2 separate regions of the Mus musculus genome follow, and region 2 is linked to region 1. The links are chromatin contacts, called in public promoter capture Hi-C maps. All regions are on one chromosome and are shown on one strand. Each heading gives the region's core, a stretch centred on a gene start, on an enhancer-like site or on the middle of the called end of the contact. The rest is flanking DNA. Distances are from core to core; before and after follow the strand shown.

Evidence for each region. Capture Hi-C pulls out chosen DNA fragments and counts their contacts.
Region 2: a promoter capture Hi-C map of adipose tissue shows a contact between it and region 1. The contact joins the promoter of Mrpl27 here to the promoter of Acsf2 in region 1. A contact is called at or near these places in 5 of 39 promoter capture datasets (embryonic stem cells, liver and macrophages), 3 of 484 Hi-C or Micro-C datasets (liver, natural killer cells and nephron progenitors), 12 of 115 datasets of contacts at active chromatin or transcription factors (the 230-238 cell line, CD8 T cells, the SCID.adh cell line and 6 more) and 3 of 9 other capture datasets (adipose tissue, liver and pancreatic islet).

The regions. Positions count from the first base shown.
Region 1 is chr11:94,597,670-94,605,009 of GRCm38.p6, forward strand. It overlaps Acsf2 (acyl-CoA synthetase family member 2), which reads right to left and starts at 4,117. Exons shown (of 16, transcript NM_153807.2): 1 at 3,974-4,117. The coding sequence starts at 4,101.
Region 2 is chr11:94,648,554-94,656,031 of GRCm38.p6, forward strand. It overlaps Mrpl27 (mitochondrial ribosomal protein L27), which reads left to right and starts at 5,238. Exons shown (of 4, transcript NM_053161.2): 1 at 5,238-5,288. The coding sequence starts at 5,249. Eme1 (essential meiotic structure-specific endonuclease 1) reads right to left here and starts at 5,190. Exons shown (of 9, transcript NM_177752.5): 1 at 5,143-5,190; 2 at 1,670-2,470; 3 at 1,455-1,585. The coding sequence starts at 2,441.

The sequences.
Region 1 (7,340 bases), core at 2,867-5,366:
CCTATGATCACTCAATATAACCTTTCTGAAGGAACCCACAGCCTATGAAGGAAGCAAACTACAAAGAACTATTTAGGGGCAATAAAGAGTTTGAGCCCAGGACTGGCCCAACTCTGGATGGAGAGCTCACTTTTGCCATCCAAAGGGAACGGCTGGTAGATATGCCTTTATGAGTACAAAGAGAACACACATGTGAGTCTTCATTTGAGTGTAACAAACTCTTCCTACAAAACAAGTGAGTAGAGGGTGGCACTTGCATAACAAGATTCTGAGTTTGATTCCTGGTACCACCAAAATAAAAGAGAGAAAGAGAGAATGAAAGAAAGACAGAGAAAGAGAAGGAAGATAATGATGAGGTTGGTGGGAGACCCTTTGATTTTGGGTCTTGTTGCTGTTGTTATGGTGGTGGTGGTGGAGGTGGAGGTGGAGGTGGAGGTGGTGGTGGTGGTGGTGGTGGGTTTTATTCTTTTTCGAGGCAGACTTTCAACGTGTAACAGCCCCTCGCTGTCCTGGCACTTGCTCTGTAGACCAGGCTGCCCTTGAATTCAGAGATCCATCTGCCTCTGCCTCCTGAATGCTGGACTTAAAGACACAAGCCACCCCCACCACCCAGCTGTTAGGAGACATTTCTAGTCTGAAATACTTAGGGTTCAGGTACCCACGTTGCAGGCTTCCCCGCCGAGGCCATTCTACAGGGACCCAGTTGTCAGTAGTAGAGGTTGGAGTCAGGGGTGGGGTGGGGGCTGGTTCACACACCTGCCCTTTGATGGAGCTGCTAAGGTCCAGATCAAGTCTAAATCTTAACTAACGAGGGTCAGTCCCACCTCAAAGGAAAGGCTGAAAACAATAGTACCAGCTTCTGCCTCTCCACCATCAATAAGACTGCATTAGCAACAAACTAACCACACTCAGAGATTAGGTAACATGCCCCTTGGCCATTAACTCTGCTCTCTGTGTAGAGCAGCCAGGGGTGTATCTCAAGACAAGCTAGCTTCCAATTCTTGTTCTTTCCAGTTCAGCAAAACCAGCATGGTGATCCATGCCTGCAATTTCACAGCTTCAGAGGCTGAGACAATAAGATTAATAGCTTCAAGTTGCAGGACAGCCCAGGTTACACACCAAGACCCTGCCTCAAAAACACAAAAGAAAACCCAAATATGGACTCGGTGTGCTGGGCAGCAGCAGCAAAGCCTGCCTGTATCCTAATCAGAGGGTGGAGGACAACAGCTTCCCACACCACCATGCCTGGAGCACCATCTAGTGCCCGCTCCCCGATTCTCTTCATCCTCCCACCAGTTTGGGTCTGAGTCCTATGGGCCTAGGTGCTTGACCTCTGAGGGCTAGGTCAATGCCCTCAGAGACCTGTGCTGAATATTTGAGAAACCTAAGATGGAGGCTTCTGCAGGGGAGAGTAGGGGACAAACCGGATACTTCGTTTGGAAGGATGAAAGCCAGCCAGGAAGGATGCAAATATGAGAGGAATGGAAAGAAGTTGGGCCAGATACTCAGAAAATATTTCTCTCCTTCTCTCTCTCTCTCTTGATAAATAGGTCTCTTCTGGACATAGTTTCTCTGAGGCCTGACACTGAAGCCCTCAGAGATCACAGGCCTGAGGGCAGTAAGTGACCTGCTTTGTTTACACAGAAAAATGCCAAAGATCACAAATGTTGGGGTTAGGGTAGTGGCTCAATCAGTAAAGCGACTGCGGTACAGTCAGAAGGAACTGAGTTCGGATCCCCAACTTTCTTTTCTTTTTCTTTTCTTTCTTTCTTTCTTTTCTTTTCTTTTTTTTTTTTTTTTTTTTTTTTCGAGACAGGATTTCTCTGTGTAGTCCTGGCTGTCCTGGAACTCACTTTGTAGACCAGGCTGGCCTCGAACTCAGAAATCTGCCTGCCTCTGCCTCCCGAGTGCTGGGATTAAAGGCATGCGCCACCACACCCAGCTGGATCCCCAACTTTCACACAAAAGCTTGGCACCATGGCTCAGCCACCTGTAACTTCTCAGTGCTAGGGGCTGGGGGACAGAGAAGAAAAAATCCCTAGAACTCACTGGCTAGCCATCCTAGCAGAATCAATGGGTCCCAGGCTCAGTACCCTACCTCAAAATGGTAAGGTAGAGAGAGATAAAGGAAAACACATTTATCAGTTGCCTTCACCTGCACTTAAAACACAAGTGAGGGCTGGAGAGATGGCTCAGCGGTTAAGAGCACCGACAGCTCTGCCAGAGGTCCTGAGTTCAAATCCCAGCAACCATATGGTGGCTCACAACCACCTATAATGGGATCCGATGCACTCTTTTGGTGTGTGTCTGAAGACAGCTGCAGTGTACTCATATTAAAAAACAAACAGCCGGGCGTGGTGGCGCACGCCTTTAATCCCAGCACTTGGGAGGCAGAGGAAGGTGGATTTCTGAGTTCAAGGCCAGCCTGGTCTACAGAGTGAGTTCCAGGACAGCCAGGGCTACACAGAGAAACTCTGTCTCGAAAAAACCTCCCCCAAAAGAAAGAAAGAAAAGAAAGAAAGAAGGAAAGAAAGAAAGAAAGGAAGGAAGGAAGGAAGGAAGGAAGGAAGGAAGGAAGGAAAAACAAAAACAAAAATCACATGTGCATGGAGCCATGAGCCCCTAGGTCTCCTCAGGAAAGAAGGCAGAGGGATGTTAAAGCACTTCACAGGAGCTGAACATGTACTAACATCAGTGTTAGAGTGCTAATTCACATACATACATACATACACACACACACACACACACACACACACACACACACACACACACACCAGTTTGTTTCTTAATTCTCAGAAGGCACTTAGCTCTCAGAACCTGAGAGTTCCAGCCAAAAAGACATCTTCCAACTTGTCCGTCCAACTTCTTCTCAGGGGGGCTGTCTTTTGATTGGGTGCACAGGGTTTATCTGTTTAGCCCCAACTGTCCTGGAATTTACTTCATAGGCCAAGCTGGCCTTGAACTCAGAAACCCTGGCTCTGCCTTAAAGGTACACACCACTACTCTCATCGGCCTTAGTAGTGTCTTTTAAACTTAGTAGTGTTTTCTGAGACATATTCCTCTTTCTGCCGTGCCTCCACTATTCCTTTCCAAGACCACAGCCTGCACAATAATACGGACAACAGGCTTAGTAGTTTGCCCTTCCGTGCGGTAGAGCAGGATAGGCGATGTGCATACCTACTGGACGCAGAGGATACCACCATTCACCTTGTTGCACAGCCAACTCTCCCAGCTTGGCCTTTCCCCAGCAAGCTCCTGCAGTCCCCTCCGTGTCTGGTCATATTAGATTTATTCAGCCAACTCTCTCCTGCCAACCCCTTTCCCAGATCTTGCACTGAAGACAGATGAAAAAATGGGCCCAGAAGTGGTAATGACTGAAAGGAGGAAGGAAGCCGGGCAGTGGTGGTACAGGTCTTTAGTCTCTGCACTCAGAAGGCAGAGTCAGGCAGATCTCTGTGATTTCAAGGCTAGCCTGGTGTACAGAGCGAGTTTCAGGACAACCACAGCTACAGAGAGAACCCTGCTCCAAAAAGTAGAGGAGGTGGTGGAGGAAAAGAAGGAAGGAAAAGAAAACAAAGGAAGGAAAGATCTGTTATACTCAGTGCCCTGTGGACCCCCAAACGGTCCCCACATTTTTCACGGGAGTTAATACAGCTGAGAGAATGCCCTAGCAGTATTCAGCTCTATTCCTCGGGTGTACTGTTAAAAAGCCTCCACTCCTGGCTCTGTGTACCACATGGGACGCATACAGAATTCTGAACTAGAATTTGAACTCAGCCTGGGACTCCTGTGGCTATGAGCAGCAGCCCCAGATCCCGGGCAGGCCTGGCTTTTCCCTTTGCCTAGGTGGTAGGGTAGTGTGTGTGAGGGCTACCCAGAGTGGGGTCAGCCCCTGCCAAGCACTGCAGAACTCCCAAGTTCCCTTCTCGGGACTGCCCAGCCCCCTCTCTTTTCGGAATGCTGCTCGGGGTACCTGAGAGCGCGGACACTCTGCAACTTCGAGTTCGGCCGAGGGCGAGAGAGCAGCGTCCGGGGGCCCCGCGCCCCCAGGCTCGCGATACACAGCCTCCCGAAGCGCAGCATCCCGTGATAGACAGCCATGGCTCGCTTCCGCCGCGGGTCCGGGCCGGGAGTAAACTTTGAAAGTGAACGAGGCGAGGGTAATTAAGAAGCGGACGGGGAGGCGGGAGGGTCGCTCTGCCTATGGGGTGAGGAGGACTGGGTCCCCGCGGGGCGGGGCGGGGCGGGGCGAGGAGAGGCCGGGAAGTGGCGACTCGGTCCTGGCCACCTTTGCGTGGGAACTGCAGCCCTTCAAGCCCGCCCTCGAAGTCCCGCCCTTGTCCCCCCTCCCCCTCCCGGGGCTCCCAAGACCGGCTCTGCAGCACAATACAGGGCCTTCCTGCAATCATCACTCTAACTTTGGAGGGCCTAAGAGTTTCATAAACGGGAAAACAATCAACAGTCTATATAGAGCCAGATGACAATGCCTGGACTGGTTGGTCCCACGTGCCCAGTAGGGCTTGGGTCACGTGGGGACTTCCTGGGTGCTGAGCTACAGGCCAAAGGAATCTGCCCCGAGTGCCCCTGAGGCCTGCCAACTGGAGCAGAGGGCCTCTGGGGAGAGGAAAGGTAGTTGGGACCTACCGCTCTGATGGGTAAACCCCTCTGTATTCGGAGACCTCCGGGGACCAAGGTGCTAGTCTGGCCAGAGGCTAAGAGTCAGCTTTACTTCGACCTTGCATCCTCCCCACGACTCTGAGAAGAGTACCAGGTAGACAAGATTAGGTGGCATCAGGGACGCGTCTGTTGTATCCTACCTTCCCTCTTTCTGCTCTAGCCTGAAGCCTTAAACACAATTTCCTCAGCTGCTCCCCTAGGCTCCAAAGGACCCTGACTTTGTGACTCAACCCTCTAGCTGTGCCCTTAGGAATGTATTCTAACGTCATCCAAGGAGGATGGGTGACAAGATCTACAAGAGGTGAGTGCTCAGGCTGTGCGCTGGGTGTCCAAAGATGAGTACACTAGTCCTCCACTTTCTAGCTCCTCGTTGTCCTGAACGATCTGGGAAAGAAGAGAAGAAAGGCCCCCGGCCGGGTGGCTTCCCTTCTCCTGACTTGGAATGAAGAAAGCCAGGCAGAGGAACAGTTGGCGGAGGGTGGAGGTTAGCCTGGTGAACCTTTGCCTTGATCTGGTTCAGCTGGGGTCATGACTAATACAGCTACTCCTTCTCTGATCTCCAGAGTGACCAGATATCTCTCTCTTTCTCTCCCTCTCCCTCTCCCTCTGACAGCTTTTTGGAAAGAATCTGTGTTCCGTTGGAGAACAAGTCAAGAGGAGAGACTTTGAAAAGCTGGGCTTGAAACGGCATGATGCCCTCCAAATCAAATGTATACAGTGGTTTCAGACAGCCAGGCCCAGGGAGTGAAGGGTGCTGACTGGTATCCCAAGTTCAGGAGCCAAGCCCTGCCTTGAAGGCTTGGTGGATGACCCTGGACAAATCGTTGATTCCTTCTAGATAAATAATTGTCCTGGCAAAGTGAAGGGTACATTCTGGTCCCCGGGACCCTTTCTCTTCCTGACTAGTCTCTGAGTGAGTCTTGGGGGGAAGGGAAGATAAGCCATTCTGCCTGTCCTATGGGCTAGCCTGGGGAAGCCTTTATCGCCTTCCCCTTGTTTCTCTGACTCAGAAATGGACTCATAGACCTGCATGATTCCAGCCAGGGCAATAAAGGTAGGAGAATCAGGAACTCAAAGTCATCTTCAGCTACACAGGGAGTCTGTGGCCACCCTAGGGAGAAAAAAAAGAGACAGACAGACAGACAGACAGACAGAGAAAGGGGCTCTAATGTCAACATGAAGTAGCTTTTTTTTTTTTTTTTTTTGAGACAGGGTCTCATATAGCTCAGGCTGACCTCATCTGTATAAATCTTAGCATGACCTTGAACTTTGATCCTCCTGCCTCCTTTTGTCTTCTGGAATTACAGACTTGCACCACTGTGGCCAATCTTATGTGATTTGTTCGTGCACACCATACGTGCACACAATGGAGATCAGAAGACAACTTGTTGAAGTTGGTCTCTCCTTACACTGTGTGAGTCCAGGGATTGAACTCAGGTCATTACGCTTGGCAGGAAGCACCCTTACCCACCGAACCATCTCCTGGGCTCCTACTGTTGCTATTTTTTGGAGACAAGGTATCATGAAGCCCAGGCTGGCTTCAAACTTACTAAGTAACTGATGTTGGTCTTGAACTCCTGATCCTCCTGCCTCCTGCTCCAAAGTGCTGAGATTATAAATCTGTCAACATGTTCTCCTGTGTCCAAAAAATCTAATCACAGTGAAACAAGTATAATGCCTCTAGCCATAGAAATTGTCTTAGCTGAAATGATAAAGGGGGTGGTGGAGGAGAAGGAAGAAGGTAGAGGCCAATAGTCTTATAAATTTTGTGTTGCAGGCCTGATGATAGATAGATATATAATACCAGCTACTTTAGAGAGATTGAAGCAGGAAGATTAAAAGGTCAAGGCCTGCTTGGGCAATTAGAAAGATGCTGTCTCAAAATAAAAGGTAAGCTGGCATGGCAGCACACACCCACCTTTAGTTGACAGGCAGATCTCTGAGTTCAAGGCAAGCCTGGTCTACATAGAGAAACCCGGTACTGAAAAAAAAAAAAGTGGGGCTGGAGAGATAGCTCAGTGGTTAAGAGCACTGACTGCTCTTAAGGTCCTGAGTTCAAATCCCAGCAACCACATGGTGGCTCACAACCATCAGTACAGCTACAGTGTACTCAAATACATAAAATAAATCTTTTTTAAACTAAAAATTATAGAGAACTTGTCTAGCATGTTGAGAGCCCTGTGTTTAATGCCCAGCACCATATACACACACACAACAACAATGATAATAACAAAAAACAAGAGCGAAAAGATAACAATAAGTAAAATATAATAAACTAAGGTGTCAGCTGCACCTACAGGCAGAATCCCCAGCCACTTCCAAGCCAACCTGGAGTACATACTGAGACTTTGTTTCAGTAAATAAATAAGGCTGGGTGTGGCACATATCTTTCACAAAGGCAGGCAGATCTCTGTGAGTTCCAGGCCAACATGATCTACATAGTGAGTCTCAGGCCAGCAAGGGCTACACAATGAGACCCTGTCTCTACATGAATAATAAATAAATAAATAAATAAATAAATAGATAGATAGATAGATAAATAAATAAATAGAGAGATATCCTATCTTCAGGTAATAATGCATAAAGGAAAGAATATGGATTTAGATTTTGGTTTGATTTGGGTTTTTTTTTGTTTGTTTGTTTTTTTGTTTTTTTGACACAGG
Region 2 (7,478 bases), core at 3,988-6,487, 52 kb after region 1:
TTTTTTTTTTTTTTTTAAAGCTGGGAGTCATGGCACACGCCTTTAATTCCAGCTTTTAGGAGGCATAGGGAGGGAGACCTCTGTAAGGTCAAGGCCAGCCTTGCCTAGAGAGTTCCGGGGAAGCCAGAGCTACATAGAAGGAACCCTGTCTCTCTTAATGAATGAATCAATCAGTCAACCAATCAATCAAATTAAAAATATGAACAAGAAAGGATTGACAGACACTAGGGATGCAGAGGCAGGTGGTTTTGAGTTTGAAGCTAGCCAGGGCTACATAGAGAGACCCTGTAGGAGGAGGAAGAGGAGGAAGAGAAGGAGGAAGAAGAGGAGGAGGAGAAAGAAGAAGAAGAAGAAGAAGAAGAAGAAGAAGAAGAAGAAGAAGAAGAAGAAGAAGAAGAAGAAGAAGAAGAAGAAGAAGAAGAAAGAAAGAAAGAAAGAAAGAAAGAAAGAAAGAAAGAAGAGGAGGAAGAACATGACAGATCGTGTGGTGTCTTCAAAGATCAACTGTTCTATTAATACAAGGGGTTTTGTTGTTTGTTTTTGAGACAGGGTTTTACTATGTAGTGAGATCACTAGTCTGATTCCCCCTATGTAAACCAGCCTGGTTTCTATAGACTCACAGAGATCCACCTGCTTCTGCCTGCTGAGTGCTGGGAGTAAAGGCATGTGCCACTATGCTCAGCTATGAATATAGTTTTTCTAATAACACAGGTTAAATGTGTCAGTGACTGTCCTGTTACTGAGAAGTTATGAGGGCCAGAAAACATCTCAATGTTTCATTTCTAAACTCGAGCGGTAGAGTGGCTGGATTCACAGGAGGAGGAATGGTAGGAACAGTTAGTATAGTAATGTGGGGAGGGGAGCTCAGGCTGGAGATGGTCAGACTACTAAACGCTGGTGTCAGATTACCTCATTCAGGCAGGGGAAAGGGATGCTACCAGTTGCTCCTCTCTCTGCAACAGGCAACTAAAGCACAAAGACACATGATAACTTGCAGAGTCCAGCAGTCAAGCCTCGGGGCCAGGACATCCCAAAGCCCAGTCAAGAGAACTAGGGACTTCATATACATCCTCTTCCTGTCCCATTCCGCTTAAGCTATGTCTAGATGTTACTTGATCCCTTAGACCCTGGGGCTCTCAGCTAGGAACCTGCGTGGTAAACTGGAGGGAAAGAAAATGAACTCCGAGTGCTTGTATTTCCCAGGATTCCCCATAACAGAGTCGTCTGGTGTTCACTATACCTACACCACTCTAGGACAGCCCAAAGTGTCTCTGAAGTTGACCCTCCTCTCTATTCTTCTTCTGGGTTCTGCTAACCACCTCCTCTCCGCATCCCTCCAGACTTGCGGGACAGTAACGGCTATGCCACTGAGTGTCAGCCAGGGGCAATGCAGCAGTTTATCCTGCAGGGCTAACGGGTTAAGGGGAAGAAGACCCTCCAGCCAGAAGCTCTACCTCTACCAGCTCTGTCCTCCTCCTCCTCCAAGTGATGCTTCGAGGTATGGCCTGGACTTCAATCACACAGCTGCACTCCATGGCCTGCAGCGCTCCCAGGAGCTGGCCCCCACCTTCCATCTGTAAAAGCACTGCAATAGATAGGAAAGGATTGGTCATGGAGGAGTCTAGGACACAGACATCTGGGCTCAGGGGAAGCTGGCATCTGGGAGGACCTGGATCCAGCACCACCACGATGTGCTTCAGGCATTCCTCTGGCCTCTGGGCTTTGAGCCTCTTGATCATCTCTGCCTTCTTTTTTCTTTCATGCTGCCTCGGGGTGTTTTCCTTCCTGCTTGCCTGTCCCGGTCGCCAGCATCCCTGAGAGCCTCCGCTCTGGACCGTCTGAATATGCTTGGTTCTCTTCTTGGGTAGAGGTCGGTCGGAATTTGTTTTGGAGACTGCCAGCTCCCTGCAGGTAGCCTGGTAGGTTGGAAGCTGACGACACTGATCGTCTAAGAGAGAGTCCTCATCATTTGCAGCACTCTTCTCTAAGGCACCGTGGAGGGGAACATCGGGAATCTTTGGCCATGGTTGCCTTTTCCAGTCACATGGTGCGCTGGCATTATTTTGGCCATCCAAACCTGTTTTAAGTGAGGAGCTAGAGAGCTCAGGGCACAGCTGCTTGCTCGTCAAAAGCTTACATGTGATCCTCTCAGCTAGGGGGACAAATACATCTTCGTCCTCACTGCTACTGCTTAGCACTCTGACTGGCCCTGCTTGTGGGGGAGCTCCAGCTGCACTGGGGACACATGGTGGACCTTTGAGGCCTGGTGATGGAGGACAGGAGGCTTCAGAATCTGAGGTGACAACCACTATGTTCTTCGCCCTCTGAGGTGGCTTCCTGTTGGTTGAAGATGGTTCCTTCTTCAAAAAGGCAAATGTGGGCAGGTCCTCAGAATCACTCTCCGTGGAGAGGCGAGACAGGGATAACCTTCTTAGAGCCATCAACCCATTAGAGCTCTCAAATGAACTGCCTACGAGGAGAGATGAGACACACGTGAGGTCACTGAAGCTGCTCCACTGGACGTGCTCATGAGGCCAAGCCTTGTGAAGATAAATGTGTTCAGAGAATCAGAGAAACAGGACATGCCCTCAGCACATTCAATCTGGAACTCGAAATGGCCACAAGGATACACTACCACGATCTCTGCTTCAAAACCTTTCGAGGTCACAGAGAGTTATCAAAATAGGGTTGGAAAACTTTAATGGGGATACCAACGAAAGCTCAATACTCTCACCTTGAAGAGGCCTGCATTTGATAGCGCTTTCTATTTTGTCTTTCTGAGACCGTCTCTTGTGTCTCTCAGGCTGGCTTTGAACTCATGCAGCTGAGAACGAGTGTGAGCTCCAGATCTCTCTTTGCCTTGCACTGACACGTGCTGGGATCACAAGTGTGCACAATAGTTCTTGATTTAACAGGGTGATCTTTTTTTTTCTTTTTGGTTTTTTTTTTTTTTTTTTTTTTTTTTAGATTTATTTATTTATTTATTATATGTAAGTACACTGTAGCTGTCTTCAGACACTCCAGAAGAGGGCGTCGGATCTTGTTACAGATGGTTGTGAGCCACCATGTGGTTGCTGGGATTTGAACTCCGGACCTTCGGAAGAGCAGTCGGGTGCTCTTACCCACTGAGCCATCTCACCAGCCCCTCTTTTTGGTTTTTTGAGACAGGGTTTCTCTGTATAGCCCTGGCTGTCCTGGAACTCACTCTGTAGACCAGGCTGGCCTCGAACTCAGAAATCCACCTGCCTCTGCCTCCCAACGAGTGCTGGGATTAAAGGTGTGCACCACCACGCCTGGCTCAGGGTGATCATTTTTAAAATAAATATTAAAATATTTGCATATGTGCGTGGGCTCATACATGCCCCAGCCCATATGTGGCAATCTGAGGATTACTTTCAGGGAGTTTGTCCCCTCCTTCCACAGTGTGAGTCCCGGGGATTGAACCCAGGTCATCAGGCTTGTCAGCAAGCACCTTTACCAGTTGAGTCATATCTCACTGGCCCCCCTAACATGGAGATCTTTCTAAAACAAAAACAAAAATAAGAAACAATGTAATCCCAGCACTTGGGAGGCAGAGGCAGGCGGATTTCTGAGTTCGAGGCCAACCATCCACACTGGACACTTCTCACAACCGCCTGTCATCCCAGTTCCAGGAGATCCAATGCCCTCTTCTGGCCTCCACATCCATATAAAATAAAAAGAAATGAAAATTTAAAATAGACAAATAAAAGCAAGTAAATCAGATGGCTCGGTGAGCAAAAACATATGTCACCTAGTTGGATTTCAGTTCCTAGAACCTACACACAGTGGAAAGCATGCCTATGCACACACCCATGTACGCTCATGTCCACACACAGGAAAAAACTCCCCTTACAATTCACATAGTGTATAGTACTCAAAACTATCCTTTAGGTGTTGGAGTAGCAGCGGTAGAGTGCTTGCTTAGCACATAGAGAGCCCTACATGAACGTTAGGCCCCAGCCTTAGTACAGTTAACAGATAAAGAAATCATTCACTCAGACTGATGGGGCTCCGTATGTCTGTGCTGTGTCAGCATTACCCTCCTCTTACTCCCGAATGTCTCCATCATCACAAAGAGAAATCCTACAAACTGGGCATGCTGGCACACAACTGCAATCCCACCTATTGGGAGGCTACAGAGGGGGATATTTTGAGTTCAAGGCCAGCCTACTTGATACAGTGAGACTTCTCAAAAGCAAGGGTATTTCTATAACCATTTTTTTTTTTTTTTTTTTTCTGAGACAGGGTTTCTCTGTATAGATAGCCCTGGCTGTCCTGGAACTCACTTTGTAGACCAGACTGGCTGAGAACTCAGAAATCCGCCTGCCTCTGCCTCCCAAGTGCTGGGATTAAAGGCATGCGCCACCACCACCTGGCATTTATTTATTTATTTAAAAATTAAGAAAAAAAAAAAAAGCCCCCACACACAAAAAAACAAGTTCTTTCTCTCTCCCAGCATCTAAAAATAAAATAAGATCCATTGTCTCTATGGATTTACAGGTTCTGTATATTTCATAAAAGCACACCGTATGTGCCTTTGGTGACTGGTGTCTTTCGCAGTCATGCTTTCAGGGTCCTTCTGTGGCCATACTATGCACCAGTACTGCCTCATTTTTTATAGCTGAATAATATTCCACTGTGTGGCTATGTCACATTTTGTTTACGCATTTATTGCTTGATGGACGGTTAGCCTGCTCCCCTTTCTTGGCTGTTACGGATAATGTTGCTACAGACATTCACGTACAAATATTTTGAACGAGTATGTTTTCACAGTTCTCTTGTGCGTACACTTAAGTCTGCCTGGAACTGCTGGGTTACACGCAAGAATCATTCTTTCAACAATAATTAGTGACTGATAATCTTTGCAGTCTTCCTGGATCTCAATTTAACATAATACCAGTAACTTAGGTTTGTAAGGAATTAAATGAAATTGTGCATCTACAACCAGTCTAGCACAGAATCTAGCTGAGCCTCACCCTGGTCCCTCCCTAGGGACCTTCGTGTGGTTCCTGGAGTGGGACAAACGTCCGTGCTGGCCACACTCCTTGTCTCTGGGGCCCACGGTCCACTGCAGAAGTCGCCGGAGGTCCCGGCCATAAACCCCAAGAGATCTGGGCTCACCTGCTACTGCTCCCGCCACTCTTTGAATTGTCCGCAAGACCCGGAAGTAGATCTATCCCGGTAGCGGAAGCAGACTTCCCAGCCTGGAAGTGAACGTGAAGCAAATATGGCGGCGGCGGCGCTTACGCTGAGGACGCGGGCAGCAGGTAGCTCAGCACTGTGGCTATTGCGAGGCGAGACAGCAGGGAGGCTGGGAGATGGAAACTGGAGCCCATGGTGAACCTAGATACGGGGAAGAAGTGAGGGGCTCCGGACCTTTGGAGGGCGACTGTCTCCGGTCACGTGACACGTTGTGGGCGGTGCTTGCGGAGGGTGGGAGTGCAGAATGAAAGCCCGTTGGATAGTTACTCCAGAAGCTCTGTCCCCTCTGGGTTTATGTGGATCCCTCCGGATTTGAAGAAGACTAAGTTCAAAACATTTAATTGATATTCAAGACTTAGCTTTTTTCCTTTCCTCGCTTTTGAGGTAGGTTCCCACTGTGTAGTTTGCCGTCTTAGAGCTGGTATTTCAGATGTCTATGACCATGACCAACGCTTAGGTCTGGTGAGACACTGCTCAGAGTACCAGCATAAACATGGTTTCTAACGCCTTGTGAGTTCAGCCAGTAAACACGTGAGTAACTTAGTTGTAATCTCGAATAGTATTGTGAAGAGTCTTAGATTAGGGGACCAAGGAAGTCTCTTGAAGGGATAGCAATTTAGACCTAAAAGAGACAGACCCAACCAAACCTGTGTAGACAGAAGGCAAGAAAATGACTTGACTCGGTTTTACAGTTTTGAGGAGCCAATTAAGAGGAGGCAGACTGGGTGCAAATAAATAAATGAAAATGAAACCAAGTGGGACCAGGAATAGTAGTGCCTATAATCCCTGCACTTAGGAGCCTGGGGCAGGAAGATTTCATCAGATCCAAGGCCAGCCTGGGTCACAGACTCAAAAGCTATAAATAAATAAAATAACATAAAATAAAATAAAATAAAATAACCTACACAGAAAACCATCTGCAAGACTTGCTATAGGATAGATCATTTGGCCCAGATATTAGTGGTGTTGGTAGAGAAGCTGGAGGGTAGTGGGTGAATATGACATCTGTCTGTTCTGAAGATATAGATTCCACAAGTCTTACTGCTCTGTAAAATGAGGGAAGAGAGTCATCTGTAAAGTCTTGTTTTTCACAAGAGCAGAGACATATGAGTGAAACAATGTAGGCAAAAGCAAAACACCAATCACCAGTAAGTGAGTGGGTGAAGCCAGGAAGTGCATGCCTGTAACCTCGGTTATATGTGAAGTAAAGGCCTGAGGATTGCAAGTTCAAGGTCTTCATGGGCTACAGGAGAGGGGGGAGGGGATTCCATTCCATTGCTGGACATTGAAGATGTCTCCTAAGTTCTTTTTTTGTGATGTTTGTTTGTTTGGAGACACTGTATCACTATGAAGCCCTGGCTGTCCTAGAACTCAGTCTCTAGACCAAACTGGTCCTGTTGTCACAGAGATCTGCCTGCCTCTGCCTCCCAAGTGCTAGCATCAAAAGCTTGCCTGTGCCACCATGCCCAGCCTGCTCTCTGAGAGCTAGTCTTGTATCCCAGCAACTTTCTGTTCTTATGGGAATTTGAGAAACCTAGATAACCAGTGCTATGCCCCCAAACACCCATAAAGCAACTCTAAATGGGCTGATACTAGATCCTAAGATCCTATACTATGCCTAGAGACCTAAAACAGACAGCCTGGATTTTATTTTTGTGTATGAATGTTTTGCCTATGTGTATATATGCATACCACACGGTATACTTGGTACCAGCAGAGGTAAGAAAAGGCCATTGGATCCCCTGAAACAGGAGTTACAGATGACTGTGGACCACTACAAAAGTGCTAGAAACTGAACAGAGGACCTCTGCAAGAGCAGTCGCTGCTGCTAACCTCTGAGCCATCTCTCTCTGGCCCCATTAGCATGCATTTTAGATAATCTTCTTTTAAAAGCATTTTCATTTAATCTTTGAGAATTTTGTTCATGCATACAATGTATTTTGATCATCTCTATCCCCTTCAACGCCTCCCTCATAATTTCCCCCTTTAAAGAAAATGGTGTTGAGTCCTTTGGGATAATGGGTGGAGAGGCCCAGATTAATGCCAGTCTTGGTTGGACATCTGCTTATGGACTCTGGGAAAAAAAGACCTTTCTGTAATGGCCAGTTGCCTGCGGGAGCCACCCTCTGACGGACGGGCTGCCCTTCTGGTGCAAGTGTCTGATGTGTAGTGGGTGAGTGGATAGCTAAGACAGTGGCAAGTGTCTGATGTGCATGGGTGAGTGGATAGCTAAGGCAGTGGTAAGGGAGGCGGAA